2 separate regions of the Salmo salar genome follow, and region 2 is linked to region 1. The links are chromatin contacts, called in public Hi-C maps. All regions are on one chromosome and are shown on one strand. Each heading gives the region's core, a stretch centred on a gene start, on an enhancer-like site or on the middle of the called end of the contact. The rest is flanking DNA. Distances are from core to core; before and after follow the strand shown. Region 1 holds the start of stub1 (STIP1 homology and U-Box containing protein 1). Region 2 holds the start of capn15 (calpain 15).

Region 1 (4,988 bases), core at 1,227-3,726:
TTTAAATGGTACAATGATTCTCTACACTAGACTTGCTTGTTTTGTCACCTAAACTGAAATTAACTATTAGAATTTTAGCAACCAGGAAATGGCGGAGCTATTTCTGCATAGTGCATCTTAAAGTTCAAAATAGTAATCCACCCAAAACAGTAAACATGCATTGATAATACCCAATGATAGGTGGCAACATCAACCATTTATCAGCATGTAGTGCTTTTTGCTTCCGAAAAAACAGAAGGTCGTATCCCACAATACTTTGGTTCTGAACGTTCATGACCTTTGATGACATGGTTGTTGTAAAGGTCAAGCAGTTGATATATAGCAAAGGTTATGGACAGTGGCGGTGTCATAAAACCTAACGGTCAAACAGGGAAATGGTTCCAATAGTTTTTCCAACATGAATTTTTCCCATAAGGGATTTTAGAACATTTTAAAATAAGGGCTGTGTTTCGTGTAGGCTTACCCTGTCGTGACGTTTTGATAACCATGTAAATCTCTCTCGGACAAGGTGACTTTTATCAATATATTTGGATCTATTTACTCTCAGATTTAAAAAAAATGCAAATTTGCGTCAAAGTTAAAATCACGCAAAACTACAAATCCCGGCAAGCTCCTGCACATCATCTCTAGCTGACACCTTCCCTAACAGGTATTGTGTCAATGTAAAATTTGCACAAGACAGTTCTCAGAACTGTCCATTTAAAGAAATTTTGCCAATGTATTAATTACTACATTTAGCTAACATTAGATAGTTAATCCAGAGATTCTTACATTTGCCTTGATTCGGCAGTCTCGTCCAGATCATCATGGCATTTGTAGTTCTTTATTATAGCCACATTAGCAGCTAATTAGCATTTCATTTTGGGTGGGCTAAATACAGGTGAATATATTGATAAAAGCTACCTTGTCCTAGAGAGATTTACACAGTTATCAAAACATCACGCCCGGGTAAGCCTACATGAAACACAGCCCTTATTTTACGTGTTTCTAAAATCCCCTAAATGTATGGTAGGAAAATTATTGGAACCATTTCCCTGTCTGACTGTGACGACCCTCCCACTCTGTCTGCCGTATTTTCTCTCTTTGCTCTTGTTTCCTTATTAGGATGCCGGTGGGCGGAGTTGGGAGGGTCGTCAGCTACATGGGAGACACCTGGGCCCGGGTGTGGCCCATGATAAATGGACGTCTTCCACATTCATTGGGGAGACTCTCGCCATGCAGACACCTTGTTGTTTTTGGTAGTTGTGATAGTTGTGGGGTTTTTTTTGTTGCTTTGGCACCTTTCAACACCTTGCATTATTACATTCATGCATGCAAAACACACACACTACTGATTACACACACCATTGTTAATTACTTAGTTACTTTATTTAATAAATATATATTTTGATACTCCTTGTCACGTTGTCTCCCTTTTGTTGCGAACTCTGAGCCGGTACGTAACAGACCGCTAGGTTTCATGGGTATTATACCAAATTCTCTAAAATGACTTTGGAGGTGGCTTACGGTAGAAAAATGAACATTCAATTATCTGCAACAGCACTGGTGGACATTCCTGCAGTCAGCATGCCAATTGGACGCTCCCTCAAAACTGAAGGCAAACAACTTCTCTGGTAGAAAATGGCCTATATGGGATCAATATTAGTCAAACGTTTATTCTAGTGTCAAAATGTACTACAAAGTGTAAATAGGATCATGTTGGTCATAAAGTCAGTCTCATCCAAAATTGAGATTTGCAAGATAATTAGGGGGAAAAAAGTATTTTGCTGAATGAAATGTACCATACAGTGGTACTCTATACTGACAAGATACATCTCTCCACCCTAACAATGGGAGTCGTTGTCCGCAAAGCGGCACGGCAGGCTGTCTAGCTCCCGCCTATAATTTCTTTGGATTGCTGGATACATCTCATTATTGTAAACCTTTTTTGAATATTCGAAGAGGGTTGTTGACGACAACCGTCTGCATTCAATGGAGAGATGCTATGCTACTAGCCCCATGTCATGAATATGCATAGCCAATTCCAATATAAAGTGTTTATTGTCCTACTTATGTCAGTACACTCGTAAGAATTACGAAACTTCTGTTCAATCAAATAGACCTGACGTAGCAAATAAGCCATACTTTTTGTTGTTGACCAAATTCGACTTTCATTGACCTCCATTAAAAAACTCCTTGCTTGGTGGGGAAAAACAACGGAAAAACGCCATCTGCTGGAGGGAGACAGATTTTCCACCGAGTTGGGTCTTCCTCTATGCATGTAGTCGCAAGTCGGAAAATGTTTATACCCATAATGCAAACACATGTTGAAAGGCGGTGACCAACGTTGATCAACGTCATGACAAAAGTGATCCGCTCGAACGCGCCCAATGACTTTGCCTTCGGGTATACTATGAAACGAAATTTCGCTTCCTGGGCTGCTTTCAGAAACTTGGTCAGACCCAACCCTGCTAAGCTAGACACGTGATGTGAGCCTCAGTTGCTGCGGAAAGGCAATCAGACCAACCCTGACTTTGATGATACGGAATCAAATAACACATATTAAAAACGTGTATCATTTACACCCATTATTGCTCTGAATTGCATGAGCATATATAATTTCATGACATGTCAAAGAGTGCCATCTATTCGACATGTATTTTCACTTAAGCGTACCTCGCGGGTTTCCGTCGTCTACATCATGACGTCAGCATAAAAACAAACTTGCTAGCTCTTGTCAGCTCTGTCGTGACAGCTCAATGGGAAAAGCAAATAAATTAAGAATTGAAATCGAAAGATACTGGCACATCAACCGCCTGTATGTGAAATTACTTTGAGAAGGTGAGGTTACAGATGTTTATGTTGTGTAGAGCTAGTAGTAGATAAATAACCGCATATTTGAGGTAGGCTAGCCGTTAGCTCGCTAACCATCTAACGTTAGTTAGCTAAAGTAAGTTAGCTAACGTTAGTAGTTTATTCGCGGGGGGGTGGTGTGAGGTTTTCAGGGATTTGGACGTTGCAATGTAGCTAAGTACTATACATTTGCCATAATTTCGAGTTCAGTCAACCGCAAACTCATGGTGGGGAAAGTCCACTCTAGCTAGCTTTAAGGTTAGTTTGCTAGCTAAATTACCTTCTTAGCTAACCACCGTTGCTAGCCCTTGACCATGACTCACAGTTCCATTACAGTACATTTCACATAAATAATTGGACGAAGGCGTCTTCTGTAGGGTGAAGTTTTGTTAAGAGCAGCGACGCTCGGTCTGAACATTAACAGTACGATTTTGGAAGCATAAATACATTATCTTTGACATCGGCGAGAAATCATTTTATAAAATAAATCAAAAGGTTAAGTTGATACACACCTTTTTATAGTGTTATTGCTCCCTCACGGGCACATTTCCATGTTACAGCTCTTGTTTACGGGAAACAGACCAGACAGTGGGCAGACAAACTGCTAATTACTGTAACTACGTGCGTCTCGTAACACCTGTGTGTAAACGGTAGACACAAACGTTTGTCACTGAAAGATACTTTGTGCTGGAACTGTGTTATATCCGGTTAAAACGATGTACAGGCAGTGTGTATTTTTAGTTTGTTAAATGATTTTGATGTGATATGAAAGTAGAGCGATTTATGTTTCTAGAACCGTACCGCAGTTGAGTATTTGACTGTTGTGGCTTCCTTGGCGTAAGGAGTAATGTTCTGCTCCTTTAGTCCAATATTAGGTTAGCTAACTACCTTATTTTTTCCGTTGCGACATGGACCAACGTTAGCAAGCATAGCTAACGTTATAGTCTTGACCTAGCTAACTTTCGGGACTTGACATGGATTTGCTGCTCAATTTATGAGTTGCCACAGCGACTGCACCTCATCAAAAGCGCTCAATGCAGTGCAGGTGCATTGCAGCAGCAAGGCATTGACTGTTGCATGACGCTGCCCATCTTTCGTTTGTAGTTGGTGAGAAGACAAAGAACAGACGGCCTGGCCATTCTTTCACCTGACAGCTAGCCAGCCGGAGAGACGGGGAACAGGATAGGGAAGCAGCGCGGAGCAGGCGCCGCGGAGCCACCGGAGAAGATGGCAGGCAGCCCGGAGAAGAGTTCCACGGCACAGGAGCTGAAGGAACAGGGCAACCGGCTGTTCCTCTGCCGCAAGTACCAGGAGGCTGCCACCTGCTACAGCAAAGCCATCGTGAGTAGCGAGCTACCTCCCTCCCTTTCTGCCAGATGATGTAGTAGTAGCTGACATGGCTAGACTTGTCCGCTTGCTTTGAAAGGGTATGACATGAGATATTGACACTGACTTATTCACCTATTGTGAATAGATTCATGTATGTATAGAAAGTAGCCTATACGCTGGACGGATGCACCCTTACAACAGTAGCCTGTGCAATATGTTTGTGTTTTGTGTGTATCCTGCCAACAGAACCGTAACCCGTTGGTGGCGGTGTACTACACCAACCGGGCTCTGTGCCACTTGAAGCTGCAGCAGCACGACAAAGCCCTTGCGGACTGCAAGCACGCACTGGAGATGGACCCCCAGTCGGTCAAGGCCCACTTCTTCCTGGGCCAGTGTCACCTGGAGCTGGAGAACTACGACGAGGCCATCGGCAACCTGCAGAGAGGTCAGGATCAACCCTCAGGGCCAGTTTCCCGGACACGGATTAAGCCTGGGCCTTCACAAAGTCAGAGTAGCAGTACCAATATAGGCTCAGTTTGTCTTTTAAAGTTAATAAATAAATATATGGATGGTATTTAAATGGCCCCCTCAGTATTGCAACACAACATTGATGTGCATTTTTGTTTTGAGTGGTAGTTAGAATGCTTTGTGCTGCAATCTAACTAAACCTCAGAGGTGCCGAGTACTGTGTAATGGTACTAAACTGAAATTGTTTTGATTGTTGTAGTGCAACTAAAATGTTCTCTTGTATAATGCTAAGATCTGTAGATGGGGAAAAGAGGCCTCATAATAGTTTTAAGCTCTTACTTTCAATGGACAACATTAAT
Region 2 (5,224 bases), core at 1,837-4,336, 150 kb before region 1:
CAATACACACTCTAAAAACCCGAATAAATTACTTATGTAATTAGTTGCTTGGTCTAAAACATTGGAGCATAGGCTACATTTGGAATGTATAAAAAGTGCATCATAACCCAGAGCTCTGGAATGTCAAACAAAGGCAGAACAAGTGCACTGTCTTTCAAAGCGACAAGCGCAAGAAATAATGTGTTCCAATCCCATTTCATCACATTCACATACCTTCTTCACAAAGAAGTCTTCCAATCCAAGTGGCTAACTCCAGTCCAGACCGTTTTAGAATGTTCGTTTATTTAGGCTACTTTACAGTCAAATAAAAGTCAAATAAATATCCACTGTAGAATAGCTGTCCTACTACTCCAAAAAAGTAAATTTACCATGGCACTAAGAGCTTATTTCTCGAGACATGTGAAAATCAAGTCTAACTTTCTCCGCCCAGTTTTCTCTCATTCATTATTCTTCAGCCCGCGTTTCATCCCTGAAAGGATTGCTCGCTCCGCCTCACTTCACTAGAACTCCGCCTGAACAACGTTTCCCGACACACATGGGCCCTTTGATACATTATCGAAAACCCTTATTTTAAGAAAATATGTTTAATTTGAAGTTTCTTTTAATTTCCCACTTGATAACGGTGCCATTTATTGTATTGAGAAAGAGAGATCAAAATCTGATTATAAATCAAATGGTTTTAGGACCAGTTCAAAACGTATTACAGTACAATTGACGTAGAATGAATACTATAGCCCCTGTTCAATCTCTGTCATGACACACTTTAAAGTCATAACTCTGACGTACATAATCCTTGAACCTTCCGCGGTTCAAACACATGGAGTGACACCAGCATTAGAGATTATCCGTGCTCACAAATTCTTTCACATGCTATGCAAAAGGGTTTGTGCATTTAAGCTTTAGGCCCTACATTGACGTAAAATAAAAGTCGTTTACAAGGCATGTCTTTGGTTAAATATGTTATTAGCCCTTTCACAGATTTTAGCAAATGTTGATGTCGTAGAAAACCCCTGCATTAATTATATGTATAAACTGTTTATTGATGTTAGATGTCCTCTAACAAATTGTAAAAACAAATACATAATACTAATATTTATTATTTTCTTTAGGTCTATTTCTTTATTCAGGCAGTCAGACATTAAAATGAAATATTATCCTACGATTGCTGAAACAGAATCCTCTGTTGGCATCAGTCCACTCTACACGAAGGGATTACCTTTTTTTTTAAAGGCCATGAAAAAAATGTGTATATGAGTTCAAAGACTGTCATCATAAAGGAGACTTCAAAGGTCTATAATTTACATCTAGTGAATGATAACATTATTACTTTATGATATTAGGCTATTCATTCATGCCTAGCCTACAGCCAGGGACTTTGACATTACCATTTTAAAGAGATATCTTCAACTCGGATTAGCTGAGATGAATTTGAGACCCCGATATGCGTGTAACGCGCTCAAGGCATGTCATGGACGTTGACCCTATATCTATTAATAATTGGGGGGGTGTATCTTGCTGTTACATGTTTATTAATACCAATGCCAGAACTGAAGTTAGTTCTGGAGATTTTTTTTAAATTCTATTCTATTCTATATGCGTCAACTGAGTTGGGAAGAGCTTTGTATTTCTTAAATATAATATCTGTTAGTTTTGTTAGTTTTGTTCGAATGGTGCACGTAAGTGCCACTAGATGACAGCATATGTCTGCAAAAATAATAAGAATAGTCGGGACAGTTATTATGGCTTTGTTTGTGGGACCCTGTGATTTTCACATAACATGAAATGAAATGGAAAATTAACAATGCACTGAATAAGATATTCCAAGAGATTCGATATTTGACTGGTATTTGTAAAACATGTGTTTTATGTGTTTCTGTCGGTGTTGGGGAAGTTACGCTGAAAATATAGTTTACCGAGCTACCAATTATATCACACTGGAAGAAGTAAAAGTACACTAAAGCTACCCTTAAGAAAAATATAGTTTACTTAACTAAAGCTACTTTGGAAAAGTAGTTCACTAAATCCAAACTACTTCATGATAAATTATGATATCTAAATCTGAAATGTCATACTCTACGAATTGCAAGAACAGATCAACCCTGGTGTATGTTAACAGAATGTGTAATTTGGCCTTTTAAACAAAATAACTGTTTCAAGTGAAAATTTGGCAGGTCTGATGCCGGAAAAGAAAGGACATTCTTGCCTACAACAATATTTTATTTTTGCAAAATAAGTAGTGTGTAGGATACTTCCAGTAGTTAGTGTGTAGGCTAGTTCCAGTAGTTAGCTACACCGCTACATGTTAAAAAATTAATTAACTACTGAAAACACTACCTATATTTAAATTTAGTTCAACTACCACTAAGCTACTGCAAAATTGAGTTTGTTTTATTTATTTAACCGGGCAAGTCAGTTATGAACAAATTCTTATTTACAATGACGGCCTACCCAGCCAAACCCTCCCCTAACCCGGACGACGCTGGGCCAATTGTGCCCGCACTATGGGACTCCAGATCATGGCCAGTTGTGATAGCCCAGGATCAAACCAGGGTCTGTAGTGACAACTCTAGCACTGAGATGCCGTGCCTTAGAGTGCTGCCCCAATTACTAGTTGTAGTTCACTCCTCCCCAACACTGGTTTCTGTAGGGTTTTGTTTGTTTGTGATGTTTTATGTGCCTATTGATAGAATGGTGTGTAAACTGTTGTAGCCTAATACATTAGATGTAGGCTACCTGTAACCAAAATATAATAATGATTATTTTTAATTCTAAAACAAGAATACCTTAAGTCATTATGCATAACGTGCTCAATACAATAATACAATATGTATTAAACAACGTCAGAAAATAATACAGTGGTATTTTAATAAAGTGTCAAATTCAAATGATGACGACATTTGTGTAAAAAAAAGGGGGAACGGATATCCTACTTATTAGAGTTGCGGTGTACCAAGGGAAACGTAGTTATTTTGGTCATATTCCCGAATGAACTCTACGCATACTGAACGTAGAAACACAATTAAACTGATTTAACTCTACGTAGAAAACGTACTTTTATTTTGCTTTGGCTCCTTGGAGATTCCCCTTCCTGGTGTTTTTGAGGTAACGTACATGATGACTGTATTCAATACCTAACTCGATGGAGTGGAACGAGAAATTAGATATTAGCTAGTAAAACAAATAGCTCAAGGATGCACTGGAGTGAGGCGGTAACGGTGAACAATGTATTCAGCAGCTAACGCAGATCAAACTGCAATTTCGGATAGAACTTAACATTTGGCTGCTAATATAGAAAAGTTAGTACGTTCGACAATCAAGAAAGGAGCAGCTTGTCCTCAACCTTACATCACCAGCTACGTGTTTTGAGGTAAGAATCCTTTCGACCTAGATTGTATAATCAGAAATGGACTCAAACCTTTGACAATATCGATTATGCCAATCTATATTCGTGGCTGTCTTTGTTTACAATTGTCCCCCGGCTTTCTTGTCTCCCGCTGTCCCGCGTCATCCTATGGGTTGACTATGCAATGATTTCTTGCTGCTACATTGTAGCTAATTTAGCTGTCACGCTGTGTTGCTTTTATAAACTTTGTTGCAAGTTATTTTATTTCCCCGTGGTAGGAACGTGATGGTAGTTGGACTAGCCATTGCTCTCCAGCTAAACCTAAGCAACATATGATATGCTTTGACTGTCTGCTTGCCCCTGTATGGCTAGTCTAGCCCATTCATAGACGCGAACTACCTTTAGCGCCTATTGATGAAGGTATTTTCTTCCCGTAAAGTGCTTAAGTAAAAATACTTGAATGTACCACTTAAGTCGTTGTTTTGGTATCTGTAGTATAAATTCATATTTGTGACTACTTTTAACTTTTACTTCACTAACTTACATTCCTAGAGAAAATAATGCTTCGTTTGTAAATGACCTCTGAGTGTTCGAGTGTGCCCCTGGCAGTCCGTAAATTTAAAAAATGTAATAAAATGGTGCTGTCTGATTTGCTTAATATATGGAATTTTAAGTTATTTTTACTTTAACTTTTGATGCTTAAGTATATTTTAGCAATTACATTTAATTTTGATTCTAAAGTAGGCTATATTTAAAACCAAATACTTTTAGACTTTTACTCAAGTAGTATTTTACTGGGTGACTTTACCCTTTACTCGAGTCATTTTCTATGAAGGTATCTTTACTTTTACGCCAGTATGATAATTGGGTACTTTTTCAAGCACGGCACACAGTGTATGGATCTGTAAACGTTGCTACAGTAAGTGCATCTTTTTTTTTATTTGAAAGATTATTTCTTGCTGATATGAAAGATAAAGGCCATATGTTTCGAAAACCGTTTCGCCAGCAATGATTATTGACGTTTCTTAACGTTAAAACAAAGCGTTGGAATTGCAGTTTACATGGTGCCAGCTATGGCTAGGCTAGCTTACCATAGAGTAGAGTAGAATCAAACTGATTCCTAAATGCTAAATAGAACCGACATGGCCTAAGGAAGAAACGTTGCCAAATAAATGTATGTAATGCTTTTCCAATCTATAAATGTCTTACTCTTTCAAATTGGTGTTTGAAGACTGCACCATAGCCATATTTTGTCTACTGAAAACCACTTTCTGTTTGAGAGGGAGCTTGCTACATGGAAGAGCACTCCTTGCTTCAGGGAACATGCACACCACTCTTAAGTTCTATGACAACGCTTGTGTTTGTCTTCTATGTCAGGACAGCATTCCATACTGGCAACCTAAATGCAGGCCATTTCCATCAAAAAGGATCCATGAGCACAAACATGTGAAGTTCATAGGAGCATATCAATTGGGTATCAAATGAAAACTAAGAGTCTATATTTTTGAGAAATATAGGCATAGATACATTTTTTTAACCATTTTCCATATTAAAACTAGCCCAAAAATGAAAGGCTTATGCTTAGGAATGCACAATATATCGGTGACCTTATCGGAATCGGCCGACATTAGCTAAAAATGCCAACATTGGCCCGATGTCTAGTTTAATGCCGATATGCAAAACCAATGTCAAAGCTGACGTACATACCTATATAACGTAGATACATGACGTAATGACGCCAAGTAAAATGTAGCGCTACACGTGAAACACAGCATTCCTAACCTAGCCCACAATGTCTGCTGTGTGGATCGAGCAGTCAACAAGTTGAGCAGTCATTTGAAAGAGTAAGAATATTTCAGCGAGACAACTCAAAGGCGAAAC

Evidence for each region. Hi-C and Micro-C count contacts between places; a contact is called where the count stands out from the background.
Region 2: a Hi-C map of gill shows a contact between it and region 1, with 3 times the contacts expected there. The contact joins the promoter of capn15 here to the promoter of stub1 in region 1. A contact is called at or near these places in 2 of 3 Hi-C or Micro-C datasets (blood and gill).

What each region holds. Positions count from the first base shown.
Region 1 is chrssa19:57,919,205-57,924,192 of Ssal_v3.1, reverse strand. It overlaps stub1 (STIP1 homology and U-Box containing protein 1), which reads left to right and starts at 2,476. Exons shown (of 8, transcript XM_014158881.2): 1 at 2,476-2,820; 2 at 3,937-4,173; 3 at 4,408-4,606. The coding sequence starts at 4,060.
Region 2 is chrssa19:58,065,578-58,070,801 of Ssal_v3.1, reverse strand. capn15 (calpain 15) reads left to right here and starts at 3,086. Exons shown (of 12, transcript XM_014158877.2): 1 at 3,086-3,367. ankfn1b (ankyrin repeat and fibronectin type III domain containing 1b) reads right to left here and starts at 455. Exons shown (of 24, transcript XM_014158873.2): 1 at 214-455.